Linked DNA regions of Mus musculus: all the other regions are linked to region 1. A link is a contact called in public HiChIP or PLAC-seq and promoter capture Hi-C data. All regions are on one chromosome and are shown on one strand. The core of a region is the stretch at or near the end of the contact, and the rest is flanking DNA. Distances in the headings are between cores, read along the strand shown. Region 1 holds the start of Hspa5 (heat shock protein 5). Region 2 overlaps Mvb12b (multivesicular body subunit 12B). Region 3 holds the start of Nron (non-protein coding RNA, repressor of NFAT). Region 4 overlaps Mvb12b (multivesicular body subunit 12B). Region 5 overlaps Mvb12b (multivesicular body subunit 12B). Region 6 holds the start of Ggta1 (glycoprotein galactosyltransferase alpha 1, 3).

Region 1 (3,109 bases), core at 253-2,752:
TCTGGGGCTGGTGAGATGGCTCGGCAGGTAAGGGCACTGACTGCTCTTCCGAAGGTCCTGAGTTCAAATCCCAGCAACCACATGGTGGCTCACAACCACCCATAATGAGATCTGACACTCTCTTCTGGTGTGTCTGAAGTCAGCTACAGTGAAATTATGTATAATAATAAATAAATCTTTAAAAAAAAATTGAAAGGTTTCAAACCATGAAGGCTTCCCTACACAAGTCATCGAGGGGGAGCAACAGCAATCAAACACTCAACACTGTTTCACACGTTATTCACCTTCTTTCCCAAATACGCCTCAGCAGTCTCCTTCATTTTAGTGAGAACCATGGCAGAAATTTCTTCTGGGGCAAATGTCTTGGTTTGCCCACCTCCAATATCAACTTGAATGTACGGTTTAGTTTTCTTTTCAACCACCTATGGCATAAAGTAATTTAAAGGTAATTTTTCCGAAGAGGAAACAATGACACCACAAACGATTTAAAAAAAAAAATCCATTTCCTCCCTCCCATAGCTTGATTCATCTCTGTCCCTTAGGGGGAAATCACAACTAAAACTGAGCACAGCTGTATTGTAGATAGATCGACAGTTTTAGTCTGTTTCAACTTCTAGACATTGTTAACAGTGTGTCATGTTTTATAACACACTAAAAACGACTAGATGTAAAACCGTTACATAAATTCCGAACACATTCTTTTAAGTCCTTTGAACAGTGTTTTTGGCCAAGTGGCAACCCCTAAATACTCCTATCACCCCAGCCGCCCCATTAGCATGAGAAAAAAAAAACGGGTCCGACCTTGAATGGCAAGAACTTGATGTCCTGCTGCACCGAAGGGTCATTCCAAGTGCGTCCGATGAGGCGCTTGGCATCGAAGACCGTGTTCTCGGGGTTGGACGTGAGTTGGTTCTTGGCCGCATCGCCAATCAGACGCTCCCCTTCAGGAGTGAAGGCCACATACGACGGCGTGATGCGGTTGCCCTGATCGTTGGCTATGATCTCCACGCGGCCGTTCTTGAACACACCGACGCTGACGGGGAAACCCCACAGAAAAGGAATCAGCACCTCACTTTCTCACGCTGGCCCCGGAGGCCACGCCCCACTCCTCCCCACCCCCTCCTCCTTCGACGGATACCACTTACCAGGAATAGGTGGTCCCCAAGTCGATGCCGACCACCGTGCCCACATCCTCCTTCTTGTCCTCCTCCTCGGCCCGCACCGCGCCCAGCAGCAGCAACGCCGCCGCCACCACAGTGAACTTCATCATGCCGGCGCTGAGGACCAGTCGCTCAGCAGTCAGGCAGGAGTCTTAGGAGTCCAGCAACAGGCTGTGGCCCCGAAACGCGACGACGGTTCTGGTCTGAGGGCGACAGGGGCCTCGGGGTCAGGAGGAGACACGAAGCAGACTCGGAGCAGGCCTAGCAGCAGGCCGCGGCGCTTACCTCACACACACGCAGAAGCCCAAGTGTCCAGGTCAGTGTTGTCTCGGCCAGTATCGAGCGCGCCGTCGCCGACTCGCCTTATATACCCTCCCCACAGCCCCGTCGTGGAGGCCTCCGATTGGTGAAGTCGCTACTCGTTGGAGGCCGCTGATTGGTCCATGCCACCAAGCTGGCTGCTGCCGATTCGAAGCGGCCTCCTCCGCAACTCACGTCATTGCTACGCCCCCCGGGCTGACTCATTGGCTACTGGTCATTCTTAACGGCCACCAATGAGAGGCAGCATCCGCCCTGAGCGCTGGTCCTATTGGTTCAGCAGCTGCCTGTCCTTCGGGTGACCTCTCACCCCGAGACCGTTTCCGCCGGTAACCGTTCAGGTCCTCCCCTCACGCCAGGCCCCCGGGGACTGGAGTGGGGTCTGCGTGTCAGTTCCCTCGGGGTCTCCTTTTCTGTCTCTCACTCTGAAGAAGTACGCGGCCTTTCTCCTCCTCGATTCCCCGCGTCCTGAGCTGCCCGGCCTCAGCTGTGATCGCCCTCCCCAGCCTCCACACGTTCTCGGATGTCCCAGAGTCCAGGCCCTGTTACTCGCCCGGCCTGCACGTCTCGAGCTGGGGCCTGATCTGGATTCTGCCTCGCTGAGAATCCTGGTGCTTCTCAGCTAACCGTGTTTCTCCTTCACCCCAAGGCTAGCCGTATGTGTCTTTCCAGGCCTTTCGAATCTTCCCTTTGCCGGGGTTAAGTCCCAGGATTGGCCTGGCCAATTGTAACCTATTCCCTTTCTCCGCCGCGGAGATTCAGTACTATGGTCAAACGAGCACTTTCCACCATGAGATGTATCTTTTCTTCTCTCTCTCTCTCTCTCTCTCTCTCTCTCTCTCTCTCGTAGCGCCTTATTGTTCGCTAACCTGTTCTAGCATAGCATTTCCATTTATGACACTGGTTATTATTTATAAGTCCTTCCTCTTTCCCTCTTCCTTCTTGACACCACCCTATTCGACTCTTGGAATAGGGCTGATAATGCTAAAGACGTTTAGCAGACAAAAAAGTCTTGCTGATGCTTTACTCTTTTATAATAGTATGTTGGGGGACAAACAAAACAAGTTACTACTTGAGCTTATTATGTACTTCATTGTTTTGTTTTATGTATTTTGAGAGGCATTGTACACAGGCCCAAGCTGGTCTATAACTACTGATCCTCCTATGTGTTTTCCATGTGTCATTTATTCATATTCAAGTCTTGGTACATTTTTCCCATTTTCCAGAAGAGACCATTGAGACCAAGAGCGATTAAATAGCTAGAATGGTCGATTGATAAGTGCTGAGAATATAGTTAATAACCCGGTTGATTTTACTCCATAATTTATACTATTGATTCCCACCACCACCACCCTTTTTTGTTGTTTAAAGACAAATTTCATGCACCCCCAGTCTTCAAACTGTGTAGCAAATGACTTTGAACTTCTGTTTCTTCTATCTATACCTCCCAAGTGCTGAGAACTTCAGGCATAGGCATGTACTACCATGGGACTTGCATCTATGCATGCTACACAACTGACATCTGTCTCCAGGCCTGGAGCTCAACATGTCCACCAGGCTGGCCTTGAACTCTCAGGTCCACCATCTCTGCACCCCAAGTCCTTATAGACATGCTTATGAAGGCTACTTGG
Region 2 (3,109 bases), core at 381-2,880, 990 kb after region 1:
ATACACCTGTCACCTGTGCGGCACGCACGCTCAGAACCCTGTCTGTTTTGCTGATTCCAGCCTTCAGAGCATGATTGTCTGACTTCTGTTTTCACTCTGATCTGAAGGAAATTTAAAGTAAAATATCTGTGACTTCAACCCAGAAAGCCACACGTGGAAATAATTCAAAACCCGAGTGGTTGCATTTGACAATACCGAGATTCTGTCTCCATCTTCCTTCCACAGTACTTCCAAAAACTTGGGATCTTTCACATACACTTTTTCGTAAACTACAAATGGGTTTTTTAAACGAAAGTTATGCAAAAGGGGGAATGAATAAATCAGACATGATTAAAAATATTTGTTCTAATGCAGTATAATTTGGTAGTAATGTGTTCATCGGGATAGCTTACGGCTACATTAAGTGGACAGACTTTATATGGATTCTCTAATTTTAATCTTCAAAATGCTATCTAATGTCTCATTAAGACTTGCATATAATGTATCTTAAGTACAGTCATTAAATATAGTTTAGGGAGATTTATGTTCAGATACTGCTTAAAGATGTTTTAATAGGCCATTTACTCTGATGATATTAATGAGCTCTTAATCCAGATGAAGCTTCTCAAACTAGTGGGAAAGACTCCGGCCCGAGTTTGGAGACTGGGGATTGATACCTGCTTTGGACAAGTGCCCAGAGCTTAGCCCCGCTGACACTTGGTGACCCCACTTGGCAAGCCTCTTGCCAAGGCCTGGTGTTTGGAAAAAGGTCTTCCCTGTTCTTGCTGTGACTGCTGTCCACGGTGACACACAGGGACAGTCCCTTTGCTCCCCCAAATCACGTGCAAGACATGCAGGGGCTAACTTGGCCAAACCTTTCATCTCCAAGGTCATTTGCAAGGACCCCAGTGTCACAGGGAGAATGAGGGTTAAAGAAAGTTGTCGCCACCCTTGTTGTGGGAGCATCTGCCAGGTGAGGCTGCACAGCCTGGCCTCCTGAGGAACAGCCTCACTCCACTGTGAGCATGCTGTAAAGGGTCACATGGCTGTGTTGCCATCTTTCAGGAGTTCAATGTGGCTGAAATATGCATAATAAAGTAGTCCTGCTAATTCAAAGGTATAATGGGAGGACACCCTGTGAGCTGGTGTCACCAAAGCACAGGCATGGTGATCCCAGCTCCACCTCTAAAGATGCCTCGCGAGGCCGGGCAGCACCAGAGCGTATGCACAGTGGTTCCCAAGCCCCATTTCAAACGTCTCTGTGTTACCCCGTCTTTCAGAGAATTATTGAAAAGTACAGTTTTTGTTTCAATTATTTTTTTAAGCAAAAGGGGAGGAAAAGAATGTGTGAGTTCAGAGACTTTTCTAATTACTAAATTGGTTTGTTAAAAAAAGATAATAGCAAATTTCTTCTTTTTGTAATTGGACATTTCTTCCCTGTAGGCTAATTCAGGCACAGCCCGTGCATACACAATCGGTTGTACTTCTGAAAAGCCATAACTAGCTAATAACGGCTACAGTGTCATCAGAGAGTAATGGTGTGCTGATTAGCATAATTAATGACAAATGGTGGTGCGGAATTGGTGGATTGGTTTAGCGGATGATGAATGCGGCGAGGCCCTGGCTGGGGCCTGCCAACGAGGCCTCGCTGGCTGTCAGCCCTTCTGTTCTCGCCCAGGCAGCTCTCATTAGTCACGATGGGAGGTGCCAGTCTGTGTTCTGTTGCAGCACAGAAAACTTAATAATCCAAGCAAACGTGATTCTTTTTTGCCTGTGTATTTACTCACAAAATTCTCCACTCCCCTGTTCCCACTGTGGCCAGAACATAAGTCACTGCTGTTTCTAGGTCTTTCCTGTCGCCTGAACGGGAACAAAAGGAGGACGACAGAGCCACAGTCGTGGCCAGGCAGCACTTGTGTTTATCTATATATGTAGCGGGAAACCCAGTAAGCTATACGTTCTGTCCTGATAGTAGAAGACCGGCGCATTTATCTTCGATGTGATTAATTTGCATTCACAAATGAGGCTGATAAAAAAAGGGTTCACCTTTAACCTTTAGAGGGAAAAGCATTTCTCTGCAAGATTTCTTGGGAGACCGCTCCTTAACCGATAAGAAGTAACTCCTTTATCAATAAAGATGAAAATCCTTCATTTGCATTACTGAATGAGACTAATTATTATATAGTTAATTAGCATCTGGAAATGAGGATTATCTTAATTACAAAGCACAATTTCCCTAATAGCTACAAAACTGTAAGTTTGATCTGTGTGGAAATTGGTAACTATTATTATGTAATTAGTGATAACATTAATAGTACAGAATATTTAGACATAATTTGCATATGCAAATGCCATTTACCTGAGCCAAATAAGTGGACCATTAATGATTAGAGCTTGATGCATCCATACGGAAAGTTCTAGATCCCTGAATGGGACCCATTGTGCTAACTTAGAGGTGGAGTCAATAAGCACCTTTTATATTTAGGCAGTCCACTGGATTTTGCTGTAACAGGAATTAATGGTTGGGTGATTTCATAATGAAGCCACCTGTTCAGTGAACTGGACTCTTGACTTTGATTTTTCAATGTCTCCTCTTGATTCTTAGAAGTGCTTTGCCTACACATTTAGCAATTCTGAGTCTGGTATCTTTCTTACAGCTGATACAAACACTTAAAAAAATAGCCAACACACATGCTTCTGTGTGTGTGTGTGTGTGTGTGTGTGTGTGTGTGTCAGATTGTTGCAGTGTTTTTCAAAGGTGTGTGCTATGGGAATGTGATTTGAAAGTAGCTACTGTAGACTTTTAAATCTTTTATTTCATCCATGTAGCACACAATGGGTGCCATTATTCAGAAGATTAAAATGGGTGTACCTGTCAGTCTTTGCTGTGGTGCGCTGCAGTAACAAACAGTCCCCCAGCTCATGTGGCTTGCCATACTCCACTCCATGTCTCACTCAGTGACACCTTGGTGGCTGTAAGTTGGCTGGGACCCTGCTTCATGTACCATCTTATTCTGGGACCCAAGCTGAGAGAGCAGCCCCTAGCTGTGGCAGTTTTTACATCCAGTGGTTCCTGCATCCTCTCGGGAGGCAGGATGACACCCCCTCCCCCAGCACAACCAGGTTCTGT
Region 3 (3,109 bases), core at 177-2,676, 970 kb after region 1:
GTGTGTGTGTGTGTGTGTGTGTGTGTGTGTGTAAAATATTTAACCCAGGCTGGTCTGGAGCTCATAGTGATCCTCCCGCCTCAGCTTTCTGTATGCTAGGATTATAGGTATAAGCTACCACACAAGGCTTAGCTTATGCTTTTTAATATCCCATTTAAGGAAAGTCAAATAGCTCAATATTGTGGAAGTGCTGGGACCTGGCATCCCACTTGAAGTCTCAGGAACCCCTTGGTCTCTGAAGCACACACTGGAATCTGGTGCTTCAGAAGGTGACTTTCAGCCCTGGGAGAACAGAACGAAGAGACCCTTACGTGTCTGTACAGGGGACACAACACAAAAGCAGCAGTCCTCTCCAACTGCAGGTTAGCCACAGCCCCCCTTGCTACTGTCCCCCACAAGACAGCTGGGTCTGCTGCCACCCAGCAGAGCCATCTCCCTTCCATGTGACCATGGGGTCTGAAAGATTGATGGCTGCATTTAAAACATTCGCACAGACCTGGAATCAACACTAGAAAATACAGATTTAAATGAGCAAGGAAAAGGCAGAATGAAAGGAAATAAATTGTGCTGGCAACTACTGTCACGTAATAAAATGTCATGTGTAACTGAAGGGCTTTTGCACAGGGCTGTGTGAGGCTTAGTGGCCATGTTAATTGAATAAGGTGCCTCATATTGACTCGGGGCAAGAATGAAATTTCCCTTAGCATCTATTTAGCTGGAGTTGTTGTTGGCAGCGGCCTGATGCTCATCTGTTACAGAACTCCCAGCCCCTCTGCACTGATGTAACGGCTCCAGAAGCAGTGTCCACCCCGGCCCTGCAGGTATGGCCTGTCTCCCCAGGTATGGCAGGACCTGACAGGGCCTGAAGGAGCAAAGCTGGACACAGGCTCTGGAGGGCTTAGAGGCTGCCCGGATGCCTTTCCATAAACCAGATGTTGGAAAAATGGTTCCCTGAACCAAGTAGCGGTTGTTGATGACTGATGATCCCTAAGATTCCTAAGGAGAAGGCAAACAGCCCTCTAGCTTTCCTGGTGTTAGGGGATCTCTCCATAGTCACTGTGTCTGCCCATGAAGTGGTCACTTGCAGCCCACTCTTGTGATCCCCTGTTTCTGTTACACAATAGGCACCAGACACAGTTACCTCCTCGGATATCTTGGTAGTGGTTGAAGCTGTGCAGCCCTTGACCCAGCTTCAGAAGAAGCTGTGATCAGAGCAGCCCCTGGAACGTTCTGTCCCTCCCATCGCTGCTGCAGCACAGTGCCTGCCTTGATCTCACCTGGATTTGGCACGTTCTTGGGGCTGGCAGGTTCACTTTCAAATGTGGAAACTCGATTTTTGTCCTCCTCCTCGCGGGTGCTTCAGGTGCCAGTGTGGTCTGTCTAGCAGTCTCCTATTTCAGCATGCAGTTGTACTGCAGCTGCAGCTGTCCCCCAGTGTTTGATATCCGTGGCTTTATAAGCCGTGCCACGAGGAGCGTGTGTACTGTGTATCTGAAGTTTTCCTTGAGTCAGAGGGAGCGACATTTTCCAAACCATTAACCAGCCCAGTCCTGAGGAGGCAGGTGGGAAGGCTTGCTGGAAGATTCCCAAAATCATCCCTAATTACAAGTCAAAGTCAAGTGTATTCATTCAGCAAGTCCTAGACACCTTTACAGGGCTTTGTTCTCAGCACTGGGGTGGTGAGAGGAGAAGACACGGTGCAAGTCAAGCTCTGCCCACAGAGGGAGGCTGTGCAGGGAGCAAGCTGGGCTCCTTGAATTAGAAAGGAGTTCTTGGGGGCTGGAGAGATGGCTCAGCGGTTAAGAGCACTGACTGCTCTTCCAGAGGTCCTGAGTTCAATTCCCAGCAACAACATGGTGGCACACAACCATCTGTAATGGTATCCAATGCCCTCTTCTGGTGTGTCTGAAGGAAGTGACTGTGTACTCATATACATAAAATAAATCTTTAAAAAGAAAAGAATTCTTGGGGTGGGTTATCTCTTCTAGGGTGATCAAAGCGGCTATAGGTGACGCAGCCTGGCCGGCTATAGGTAAGGCAGCCTGGCCTACAGAAGCCTCTGCAGAGGACGGAGCAAGTGCAGAGGCCTGGAGCAGTTCTGAAAGCCACAGGGACAGGGCACAAAAGGCTGAAGCTGGAATTGGCCAATGTGGGGGTGTGGGCTGGGCTAAGCCGACAAGACCTCACAGCCATGGGATTCAGTTTAAGACAGAGGAAATTCCCCAGTGGGTTTGCATTGGCTCCACTCTCAAGCTCTCAGGAGCCAGGCTCTAGGATGGCTAAGGAAGAAAGGGTTGATTTTGGGCTCACACTTTGAGGATATAGTCTATCCTGGTGGGGAAGGCATGAGGACAGGGGCTGAGGCAGCTGGTCACATTGTGTCCACAGTCAGGAAGCGCAGAAAGATGGCCCGAGCGCTCAGCTTGCTTCCTCCTGATTGTTTGGGCAGGGACCCACTGCCGTGGGGCGTTGCTATAGGGCTTCCCAACTCAGCCTGGTCTAAAAACTCCCGTCCTGCCATGCCCAGAGACTTGTTTCTGTGGAGATTCTAAATCCCACCAACTTGACAAGATCAACCCTCGCGCCAACTTAAGGGTTCACCTGGTTCTAACGTGACACTTGTTTGCATCACGACCTGTATCTGCTGGCAGATGACATGTCTCTCCAGAGGCCACCCAGCTCCCAGGTGCTAGCATTGAGACTGGATCCCATATCCAGTGAGTGAACTGTGGAGGGCAGTGTCCTCACCCACAGAGGGCCAGGCCACTAGCTGTCCACCTGTGTACCGTGCACTGCCGCCTGCTGGGGTGCTATGGTAGGTTGTGGCAGAGATCTTGAATCCGCTGGGTCACTGGCTTCAGAAAAATGGCCAGGGCATTGCCACCCAGCATGAGTGACCTCTCTCTAGCCTAGGTCCAAGATCTGAGGCAGCATAGCTTTAAATAAAGTTATTGCCACCAGGAGATTTAGGGATCTGTACTCTCGTTTCCATTCTTCCTGGTGTTTCTGTTAGGAGGCCCATCTCCTCTCTGAGTCACCTTCTCTGGCAGGGTTAAGCACTGGGTATGAGGCTGGCCACCCTATGTCTGACACCAGGAACTGCAGTTGA
Region 4 (3,109 bases), core at 415-2,914, 940 kb after region 1:
GCAAGCATCTCAGAACCTCCCCTATTTAAAACGCACTGACCCTGAGAAGTGGTGGGGTCCAGGGATGTGCGCACACCTACCCTCTGCTGAGTGGCTTTGAGATTCCACAGATGGAATCTCCTTTTGAGGTACACTAGAGTCCCTGGTAAATGCTAGTATCATCTTCTCCAATTAACCCGCTGTGGTAAAGCTGCAGCAGCCACTGTGTGAAATATGCTTCCTGAAGCCAGGACTGCAAGCAAGACTAAGTTCCAATTAAGTGTGTGTCTTGTCTTTTCTTCCCAAGAGTCATTTGGGGAATGTGCTGGTGGACATGAAGCTCATCGATGTCAAGGACACATTGCCTGTGGGCTTCATCCCCATCCAAGAGACCGTGGATACACGTGAGTCAACACTTAACACACTTGCCTTGGGAGCGGCCACCTCCATCCAGTGGGCTTGCAAATATTCTATGTGTTTCTCTCTGGAAGTCTGTAGATGGTGAAGGAATCCTGCCACTTATGACAGCCACCTTGGATCTCTGTGTGTCTGAAGAGTGTGTGGGTCCTTGGCCTGCAAGTGAGCAGAGTCTTTGATTGATGCCTCCTCACTCAAGGACAGAGCAGGGAGTCTAGGGACAGTTGGTTTGCCCTCAGCAACCAATTCATAGAATCCTAGAGTACTGGGAACTCTGGTCCTGGAGTGCTGGGGAGTGCCAAGCTTAACACAAGACCCTGAAGCAAAAGGGAGGGAGGGCAGAGATCAAAAGATGCCCTGGGGCTGCAAGGAACAGCTCTGTGCCTGGTCTGGGGCTCACAGAGTGAACAAGAGGCAGGCCCCAGAAAGACTTCAAGTTAGAGCATGTAAGACCTAAATTGGAGCCAGATGTGGTGGCTCATACCTGTAATCACAACACTTGAGAGATGGGAGCAGGAAAATCAGGATTGAAGGGCATCCTTCACTACATACAGGTTCTGAGCCTGGGGTACATGAGCCGCTGGCTAGTTAAAAAGCAACAATTAAAACAAACAAAAAACCCACGATTTAAATTAGACCGGATGTTTCAACCACTGAGCAACATCGCACTGTGCTAAGCTGCAGGGAACTGTGGGAAATGGAGAAGCTGCTTCAGGATCCTGCGGGTGTTATGGGCTCTGGTCCTGGAGTGCTGGGGCTGAGGTCCTGGAGTGCTGGGGCTGAGGTCCTAGAGTACTGGGATCTCTGGTCCTGGAGTGCAGGGGACTCTGGTCCTGGAGTGCTGGGGCTGAGGTCCTAGAGTACTGGGATCTCTGGTCCTGGAGTGCTGGGGACTCTGGTCCTGGAGTGCTGGGGACTCTGGTCCTGGAGTGCTGGGGACTCTGGTCCTGGAGTGCAGGGGACTCTGGTCCTGGAGTGCTGGGGCTGAGGTCCTAGAGTACTGGGATCTCTGGTCCTGGAGTGCAGGGGACTCTGGTCCTGGAGTGCAGGGGACTCTGGTCCTGGAGTGCAGGGGACTCTGGTCCTGGAGTGCAGGGGACTCTGGTCCTGGAGTGCTGGGGACTCTGGTCCTGGAGTGCAGGGGACTCTGGTCCTGGAGTGCAGGGGACTCTGGTCCTGGAGTGCAGGAGACTCTGGTCCTGGAGTGCTGGGGACTCTGGTCCTGGAGTGCAGGGGACTCTGGTCCTGGAGTGCTGGGGACTCTGTTCCTGGAGTGCAGGGCTGGTAAGGCAGTGTCAGGAAGCCTTGTGTATCTGAGCTTCTTTACGGGTGCACATGAACTTGCCTTATTTGTAATTACTTGTAGCCAGTCTTTGCTACTTTGTGGGTTCTTTTCCTGACCTTTATCCCAGTCTCCCCATTTCACCCTGTCACTAGATCAGAGAGAAAGAAGGAGAGAAGAGAGAGACAGAGACACAGAAGGACACACACAAAGAGAGACAGGGAGAGAGAGACAGGGAGAGAGAGAAAGAGAGAGAGATCCTTACATCTAATTTCTTTCCTTTTGTTTCCTCTTTGACCATGGCTACTAACAAACCACAGCTAATCTCCTTGAAGGACCAACAGCCACCAACCCTGCTTCTAGGGGCCCTAGTATTTATATACCCTCTGAAAAGTTCCCAGAATTTCAAATGTCACGCAATCATAGAAACTATCTTCAGCTGGCAAAACCACATCTCTCCTACAGCACAAGGCAAATCATAAATCAGATCTCTACTCCTGGGATTAAAACTAAAACACATTCTTATGTTTCTGGTTTTTCTAAGAAACCAGAACTCCAAAACTGTCACTACAATTACTCATGAGCCCATGCCACAGCAGCGAAACGGGGAGTAAGAAAACAGAGATCCTCATCTGCGAGGTTCCTTTATGGAATTCTGTACCCTGTTCTTCGTCAGTATTTATAGGTATGTGATTCTTTTTCACATTGTCATGCTGTGAACGTTTCTGGACCAGCATTCGCTTGCTGTTTTCACACAGAGCAGCTTCCATGTCTCCTCAGCCACCCCCAATGGCAACTTATTTCAGCAAAGCAGCGGCCCCTCACTGGCTGATTCACTTGCTCGTTGGGCCATGTCCTAGCAAAATGTCATGGTGCTGGTTGGCTTTAACTGTCACTTTGACATCACCCAGAATCGCCTTAGGGGGAGTCTCAACTGGAGGATTACCTGGCCTCTGGGTATGATTGGGTGGCAGGGGATTGTAGTGATTGTTAACTGACTAAGTCCACTGTGGATGGCACCTTCCCTGGGCAGGAAGTCCTGGGCTGCCTGAGGCACCCAGGGAGGAAGCAAGGATACATTTGTTTCTCTCTGCTCTTGACAGTGGATGGGACATGGCTACCTGCTTGAATTTCTGCCTTGGTTTCCCCTCAGTAGTAGGCTTTAACCTGGAATTGTAAGCCAAATAAACCCATTCTTCCTCACGTTGTCTTTGGCCAGGGTGTTTTATCCTAGCAACGAATACTAGGGCACTGATATCTGCTATGTTTCATGTAAGGCCCCTCGTTAAGTGCTGTAGCCTCATGAGGGCACTTTACCTTTAGGAGAGCTCAGTAGAGATGGGTGTTAGGCCTATTTTAATATGAGAAATATAAGGCACAGTAACTATATCTTAGCCAAAAGCAAGAACACACTCATACACACATATATAC
Region 5 (3,109 bases), core at 219-2,718, 900 kb after region 1:
CCAGTTGTCATGCACCAAAGCAGGAGAAGAAAGAAAACAAAAATAAATAAATAATCCCCTCACAAAGCTACCTGAACAGTGCTGAAAAGCAGGGTAAAGGGAGCTTGCAGATTCCCGTCATGCTCAAAAAGAATTAAAGCCCTCTGGAGGAAGATAGCGAGCTCGTGTCCAAAGCCTGTGGGACACATGCGACACAGTCATCACTCCAGTGTGACAGAACGGTTACTCAGGTCTCGAGAAAGGCCACATTGTGGTAGTAGGCCCTTGTTCCTCATAGGCAGAGGACAGGAGACCTCAGATGGATCTAAGGTCTCACACTGCAGCAGGGGAAAGGTAAGGAGTAACTTGTCCCCGTGGGCTTCTATGGGCCCCCGGTCCCCTCGGGGCAGCACTGATGGCAAGGAACTGCTTCTGAGCAGAGTAACGGAACTTGGAGGTCCCCATACCTCACAACCCCCTCCTCACAGGCGCTTTGCTTTTCAGAGCCAAGTTTGTTTTGATAAAGGAACCAGGTGTTGCTCTTTTTTGTTTTGATAGAAAATACATTAAACCAAGATTTACTGAAAATGTGGAAAGTGGTTTTACGACCAGCCTTGAGCCCTGGCTTCCTGCAGCTTGAATCTGGAAAGTTTCTGTGAACTGTCTGGAGACAGACTTGCCTTGAGAGGAGGACTCTTGGCACTTGTTGTACTGAGTGCAGTGAGGCCAGCAAGCCAGCTTCAGGAAGTTCTGTCAGAAACAGTGGTTTCCTGCGCGCCTGCCAGGAGAAGCTGTCTTCTCCTTGGCCTCCTGACCCCAGCCGTGCAGACAGTGACCAAAGCTCAATTAGACAATGGACAGGACAGCGTCTTGATACTTCCTGCTGCTCACAGAAGGGGCTGGCTCACGCTTGCAGCCTTGTGAAAGATAAAGCCTCAATTATTTGAATTGGCAGAGAAGTTAATTGTTCTTTTTTAAAATGTAGGGTTTGTTTTGAGTGATTATGGATTTATATGCACTTTAAGAAATATGCAAGCACGCTTACTCCTTATCTAAGATCAAGTGACAAGGTGCAGTGTGTGCTTTGACCCCTGTGGTAGTGTCTGAAAACACCACCATGGTCTGAACCAGGACTCCAGGTTTAATCAGATGATTTCCGGCCAGTGGATGGGTGGATCATGAGATTGCTCTTGGAAAGATGGTTCCCAAGAGGAACAGTATGTCCTGCTGTCCTACTGTCCTGCTGCTGGACAGGGCCAGGTGGGGAAGTGTCAGGGCGACAGGAGCCTGCAGAGCAGGGCAGTGTGGCCATGAGCTTTCCGTACAGCTTCTGCGTGCAGGGCAAGGCAGAGGTAGGACAAGCAGACTTCAGGGCAAGCAGACTTCAGCCCATCTAGTGGAAACGGCTGGGGCTCTGGGCCACAGGCGTACTGCCTGCTTGTCAGCTGTCTGGTGTCTTGGATGGCAGGAGCCTGATGCCCGATTATGTGCTGGTTTGTTTTTGTCACCTTGGCATATGCCAGAGTCACTTAGGAAGAGGGAACCACAATTGAGGCGTTGTCTCCATCAGATTAACCTGTGGGCGTGTTTGAGGGGCATTTCCTTTTTCTTTAGGATTGATTTATTGTTTTTATATGTATGTATATGGATGAGACTGAAGGAATTTACATACACCCCGTGAGTGCAGGTGTCAGCTGAGGGCATCCTGGGTTACAGGTGGCTGTGAGCATGTTGCATGTGGGCGCTGGGAAGTGAATCTTGGATCCTCTGTAAGATCATTGCAACATCAGTAAGTGCTCTTAACCACTGAGCCTTTTCACCAGTCAGCCTGCCTGCCTTTCTCTCTCTCTCTCTCTCTCTCTCTCTCTCTTTCTCTGTTTACTTTATATGTTTGGGTATTTTGCCTGCATGCCAGTCTGAACACTAGGAAGCCAGAAAGTGGTGTCAGACCCCCTGGAACTGGAGTTACAAATGGTTATAAACCACGATGTTGGTGCTGGCTAGGAATTGAACCTGGAGTCCTGTAGAAGAGCAGTCTCTAGTGCTCTTAACTGCTGTGCCACATCTATCAGCTACATTTTATTGAGCCTCTTGTGGGGCATTTTCTTGATTAATAATTGATGTGGGAGGGCCCAGTCCACTGTGGGAGATGCCATCCTGGGGCAGGCAGACCTGAGTTGTATTAGAAACTCTGAGTGAGCCATGGAGAGCAAGCCAGGAAGCTGCATCGTCCTCGGTCTTTGCTTTAAATTCTGCCTCCAGGTTCCTTTCCAGCTCCTGCCTTGGCTTCCCTGGATGATGGGCTGCTCCTAGAAGTGTAATGTGGGAAAAACCCTTTCCTCCACACATTGCTTTTGGTCGGTGTTTTATTACAGCAACAGAAAGCTTACAGGAACAAGGTAGATGAGAATATGGAATAGTGTTTGTTGGTTGGTTTTTCAGAAGTGTGCTGGAAGGGAAGTCACTTCCTGTCTCTAAGACTAGCTAATCTGGGGAGAGGCAGCTTGGGTTTGCTTGAGAAGCCCCAAGATACCAAAGTATCATAAGCTACGCTATTCCTACCATAGTACCATTCCTACTGCTGGCCCCCAATGGCCACGCTCATCCCACTGCCTCCCCCAGAGCTCCAGGAACCACTCCTCTTGTCTGCCCACTATAATTTTGTCATTTCTGAAGTATGCTGGTTAGTTTTTGTCAACTTAACACAAGCTCCTGTGGTCTGGGAAGAGGGAACCGCAACTGAGCAACTGCCTCCATCAGATTGGCCTGTGGGAAAGTCTGTGGGGCATTTTCTTGATTGATAATAATTGTCATGGGAAGGCACAACTCCCATGGGAAGGCAGTGCCACGCCCCAGGCTTGTGGTCCAAGGTTTTATAAGAAAGCAGACTGAGCAAGCCACAGGGAATAAGCCTGTAAGCAGCACCTCTGGGATTTCTGCTCCGGGTTCCTGCCTTGAGCTCTTGCCTTGCCTTCTCTCAGTGATGGATTATAATTTGTAAGCTACAATCAATTCTTTCCTTCTCAGGTTGCTTTTGGCATGGTGTTTGTCATAACAACAGAAGCCTGACTAGGAAAGGCAAGTGTGAATAGATATACAGATCACAGTGTGCCATCTTTGGAGATTGGCT
Region 6 (3,109 bases), core at 430-2,929, 690 kb before region 1:
CACCCAAGGCTCGAAGGCCACAAGCAAGCTATGCTCTAGATGCCTCTTGGCCAGTTTTCACCCCAGAGCTCAGGACTGGGAGACCTAGCCTAGTAAGCATCCATGGGCAGTCCTTAGCCTGTAGCCCGTGGCCTTTCTCCTTTCTTCCCAGAGAAACACCCAGTGTGGAAAGACCTTCCAGGCTCCCAGGTGTCTGGCTGTAAGCCAAGCCAGTGTCCATGAGACCTTTCCTCATTGCATAGGGTGTCGGTTCCCCACCCCATCACCCAGTAACACCCCCCCCCCCCCACACACACACCCGTAGTTCCTCCTCTGCAGCCCCTATCACCATGGGCAGGTCAGAAGACACAGGCGGCCGTGAGCGATTTCTTTTCTTTTTCTTTTTCTTTTCTTTTTTTTTTTTTTTTGCTGGTTTCAGGCTTTTTTCTGCCTGAGTGGAGATGAAACATCACTCCTCCCACAGATGGGAAAGAGGTGCAGGTTGGGGTAAAGTGAGGGACACCCGATGCATCACACGTGCATCACGCCGGACGTTGTGTTGGGGGTGGGGGTGGGAGTGGACTCTCTAGGCTCCCACTCCTCGGGTCGGCGCACGCCACTTGCCTGCGCCCTAGGCCGCCGAGCTCTGCAGGGGCCAGAGGCGCGCACCCCACCCGACACACCCGGACAGAGCAGCGGCCGGGTCTCCTACAGCGCAGGGCGCCGCCCGCCCGCCCGCCCGCCCGCGTGGTCCCGTCTCCAGCGCAGCAGACAACACACACCCGGCCTGCTTTTGCGGATCAGGTGGGTCCCGCCGGGCGTCTGACACTGAAGCCACGCGAGGGCTTCAGTGGGGAGGAGGTGTGGGCGAGCGGGAGCGCCGCTATTCCGGCCCAGCCCTACCTCGGTCCTTGCTTTTGTCCTGGTCACTCGATCATTTCCTCTGTATCCACTTCTGAACTCTAGGCTCTGTCCCACCCTGAACAGTGTCGCTGCATCTGTTTGCTTACTGGGGTCTCCCGCCACCTTCCCTCGCTATCCGAATAGCTGATATTCAGGGCAGCACAGGGCAGCACAGGGCAGGGCAGGGCAGGGCAGGGCGAGTAGGGCAGATCAGATCCTGGGACCACCGGTACTAACCAGTGAGTGTAGAAAGCAGGAGGTGTCTTTTCCTACTGTAGTTAGGACAGGGCGGGTTGGCTCTTCTTATGGACAAGATGGAAAAGGGGTGCAGGTAGGGGCAAAGTGAGAGACACTCGAATTTGAGAGACAGACAGACTCCTAACAGTGAAGGAAGGACCAAGCCAAAATCAAGCCTGGGCAAAGTCTCAGGCACTAACTTTGCTGTGTTGGGTGATGGGAGGTAATCTCGTCACAACTTTTCAAACCACCTCGTTCCCACTGCAAGGAGACACCATCAAGTGTTTGAAGATGGCAGGGGAACCTCTCAACAAAACACACACACAAACGTTTTATTATTTTATATTTATTTTGCATGCAAAGTACTGTGTTTCATTATGGCATTTTCATACATATGCGATTGCACAAACTCTTGAAAATCATCCAAGAAACAGCAAAGCGGGAAATAATGTTGTGGGGGGGGGGCGCGGAGGAGAGAGAACAGAGACTGGAGAGAGTGCTGTCCTCCTTGCTGCGGGGGCCAGGAAGAGGCTAGGAGGGCGGGGATGTCAACGCCACTAGCTCCTCCCTCAGGAAGGACCCCAGGGACTCTTATTTTTGTAGTTTTGCTTGTCTGGGCCACTATCGGCCCCAGAACAGATCTGACTGCCTCTTTCATTCGCCCGGAGGTAGATAGGTGTGTCTTAGGAGGCTGGAGATTCTGGGTGGAGCCCTAGCCCTGCCTTTTCTTAGCTGGCTGACACCTTCCCTTGTAGACTCTTCTTGGAATGAGAAGTACCGATTCTGCTGAAGACCTCGCGCTCTCAGGCTCTGGGTAGGCAAAGGCGAGGGGGCTCGCCATGGCTCGGGTTGTCCAGGGATTGGGGCATCAGGACTACGGGAGTCTCTGCCTTTTGATAGTGCTTCCTTACAGTTATTTTTGGGAGTAGTTGCTTCTTCCTGATGGGAGCCGCGTGCGGGTCCAAGCTATCTTTTGCAAGTAACAGGTGTCTGGTGACTAAATGCAGGGCTGAACACTTCACTTGGGATTACCTGGTTCCAGGGACTTTGAGTATTGGCGCAGGCCCCAAATGGCCTAGGAGGGGTACCTGGAGACCCTGGCTCCTGCTCCTGTGATCTTACTACATAGAACCGATTCTTTTATTTCTACTTTCTGTGTTAGGAACGCCCCAAGAGGATGTTTTGGGGAGGCCTCCTGTCCCCATTCCCTGTGATTAGGGTCAGTTTTCAGTGGAATGCCTGAGATCAGAAGGCGGGAGATCAATTGATTACTGTCAATGGCCCCCTGTGGCTAAACTTTACCGGAAGCTTTCTCAGTCACAGAGCAGGAAAGGCCGCCTTGCACTGGCCATACTGACTCTGAGCAGCCATTTGCCCGGTTTCTGACACTTCTGAGCCAGGGGCTGACCATGGGTTTTATTCCCTGTGCACTTCTGGGTCTTGGTGAAACTTTTAGTGTACATGGGTCTCTTAGGTTCCCCAGCCTAACAGGATAAGCTTGGCACTGTTGGCTGGATTTATAGAGAAGGAAATCAAAGTTGGGAGAAGCCAAGTCACTGGTTTATGGGTGCTCAGGGTTTGGATTGAATCTGAGGTTGGAATGCACTCCAGCCAGCCTCTAAGGCTTGTGTGCTTCCTGTTTGTTTGTTTGGAGTGTGTGGTTTTGTTTTGTTTTGTTTTGTTTTGTTTTGTTTTGAGACAGGGTTTCTCTGTGTAGCCCTGGCTGTCCTGGAACTCATTCTGCAGACCAGGCTGGCCTCGAACTCAGAAATTCCCCTGCCTCTGCCTCCCAAGTGCTGGGATTAAAGGCGTATGCCACCACAACCTGGTTGCTCACTTTCTATTCAGCATCTCCCACCATGGCAAGAAAACGACTAAGGAACAGATGGCATGACTCTGGGGGGAAGGGCTGGGGAGAGTGGAAGGGAAGAGGTAGTGGGTGGGGCTGAGCATTTCAACAGGTGCAGTTCAGGTATAAATATTATTTTTT

Evidence for each region. Promoter capture Hi-C pulls out the DNA fragments that hold promoters and counts their contacts. HiChIP or PLAC-seq counts read pairs in DNA pulled down with a chosen protein or histone mark.
Region 2: a contact with region 1 is called in an H3K4me3 HiChIP or PLAC-seq map of embryonic forebrain, with 4 times the contacts expected there. The contact joins the enhancer-like site here to the promoter of Hspa5 in region 1. A contact is called at or near these places in 2 of 39 promoter capture datasets (cranial neural crest and hippocampal neurons) and 3 of 115 datasets of contacts at active chromatin or transcription factors (astrocytes, differentiating embryonic stem cells and embryonic forebrain).
Region 3: a contact with region 1 is called in an H3K4me3 HiChIP or PLAC-seq map of pro-B cells, with 4 times the contacts expected there. The contact joins the promoter of Nron here to the promoter of Hspa5 in region 1. A contact is called at or near these places in 2 of 39 promoter capture datasets (cranial neural crest and hippocampal neurons) and 7 of 115 datasets of contacts at active chromatin or transcription factors (astrocytes, differentiating embryonic stem cells, embryonic forebrain and 4 more).
Region 4: a contact with region 1 is called in a promoter capture Hi-C map of the 3T3-L1 cell line, with 4 times the contacts expected there. The contact joins the enhancer-like site here to the promoter of Hspa5 in region 1. A contact is called at or near these places in 4 of 39 promoter capture datasets (the 3T3-L1 cell line, 3T3-L1-derived adipocytes and cranial neural crest) and 1 of 115 datasets of contacts at active chromatin or transcription factors (astrocytes).
Region 5: a contact with region 1 is called in an H3K27ac HiChIP or PLAC-seq map of the NIH/3T3 cell line, with 5 times the contacts expected there. The contact joins the enhancer-like site here to the promoter of Hspa5 in region 1. A contact is called at or near these places in 7 of 39 promoter capture datasets (the 3T3-L1 cell line, 3T3-L1-derived adipocytes, the C10 cell line and 3 more) and 2 of 115 datasets of contacts at active chromatin or transcription factors (the NIH/3T3 cell line and astrocytes).
Region 6: a contact with region 1 is called in a promoter capture Hi-C map of pre-B cells. The contact joins the promoter of Ggta1 here to the promoter of Hspa5 in region 1. A contact is called at or near these places in 1 of 39 promoter capture datasets (pre-B cells) and 3 of 115 datasets of contacts at active chromatin or transcription factors (bone marrow-derived macrophages, memory CD8 T cells and pancreatic cancer cells).

What each region holds. Positions count from the first base shown.
Region 1 is chr2:34,770,483-34,773,591 of GRCm38.p6, reverse strand. It overlaps Hspa5 (heat shock protein 5), which reads right to left and starts at 1,502. Exons shown (of 9, transcript NM_001163434.1): 1 at 1,446-1,502; 2 at 1,146-1,363; 3 at 802-1,033; 4 at 285-422. The coding sequence starts at 1,270.
Region 2 is chr2:33,784,337-33,787,445 of GRCm38.p6, reverse strand. All of the region lies in intron 7 of Mvb12b (multivesicular body subunit 12B), which reads left to right. Among named protein-coding and RNA genes, the nearest start is that of Gm33856, 3.7 kb to the left of the region's middle. Within about 2 kb of position 1,630, at least 41 of the 459 cell types and tissues checked have an H3K27ac peak or open chromatin away from gene starts, as enhancers often do. A contact at or near this core is called in embryonic forebrain, where this site is marked.
Region 3 is chr2:33,804,133-33,807,241 of GRCm38.p6, reverse strand. Nron (non-protein coding RNA, repressor of NFAT) reads right to left here and starts at 1,426. Exons shown (of 3, transcript NR_045729.1): 1 at 1,278-1,426. All of the region lies in intron 6 of Mvb12b (multivesicular body subunit 12B), which reads left to right.
Region 4 is chr2:33,831,811-33,834,919 of GRCm38.p6, reverse strand. It overlaps Mvb12b (multivesicular body subunit 12B), which reads left to right. Exons shown (of 10, transcript NM_175184.4): 4 at 287-383. Among named protein-coding and RNA genes, the nearest start is that of Nron, 28 kb to the right of the region's middle. Within about 2 kb of position 1,664, at least 4 of the 459 cell types and tissues checked have an H3K27ac peak or open chromatin away from gene starts, as enhancers often do.
Region 5 is chr2:33,868,185-33,871,293 of GRCm38.p6, reverse strand. The region is part of intron 2 of Mvb12b (multivesicular body subunit 12B); the gene reads left to right. Among named protein-coding and RNA genes, the nearest start is that of Mvb12b, 18 kb to the left of the region's middle. Within about 2 kb of position 1,468, at least 122 of the 459 cell types and tissues checked have an H3K27ac peak or open chromatin away from gene starts, as enhancers often do.
Region 6 is chr2:35,460,019-35,463,127 of GRCm38.p6, reverse strand. Ggta1 (glycoprotein galactosyltransferase alpha 1, 3) reads left to right here and starts at 1,679. Exons shown (of 8, transcript NM_001145821.2): 1 at 1,679-1,933.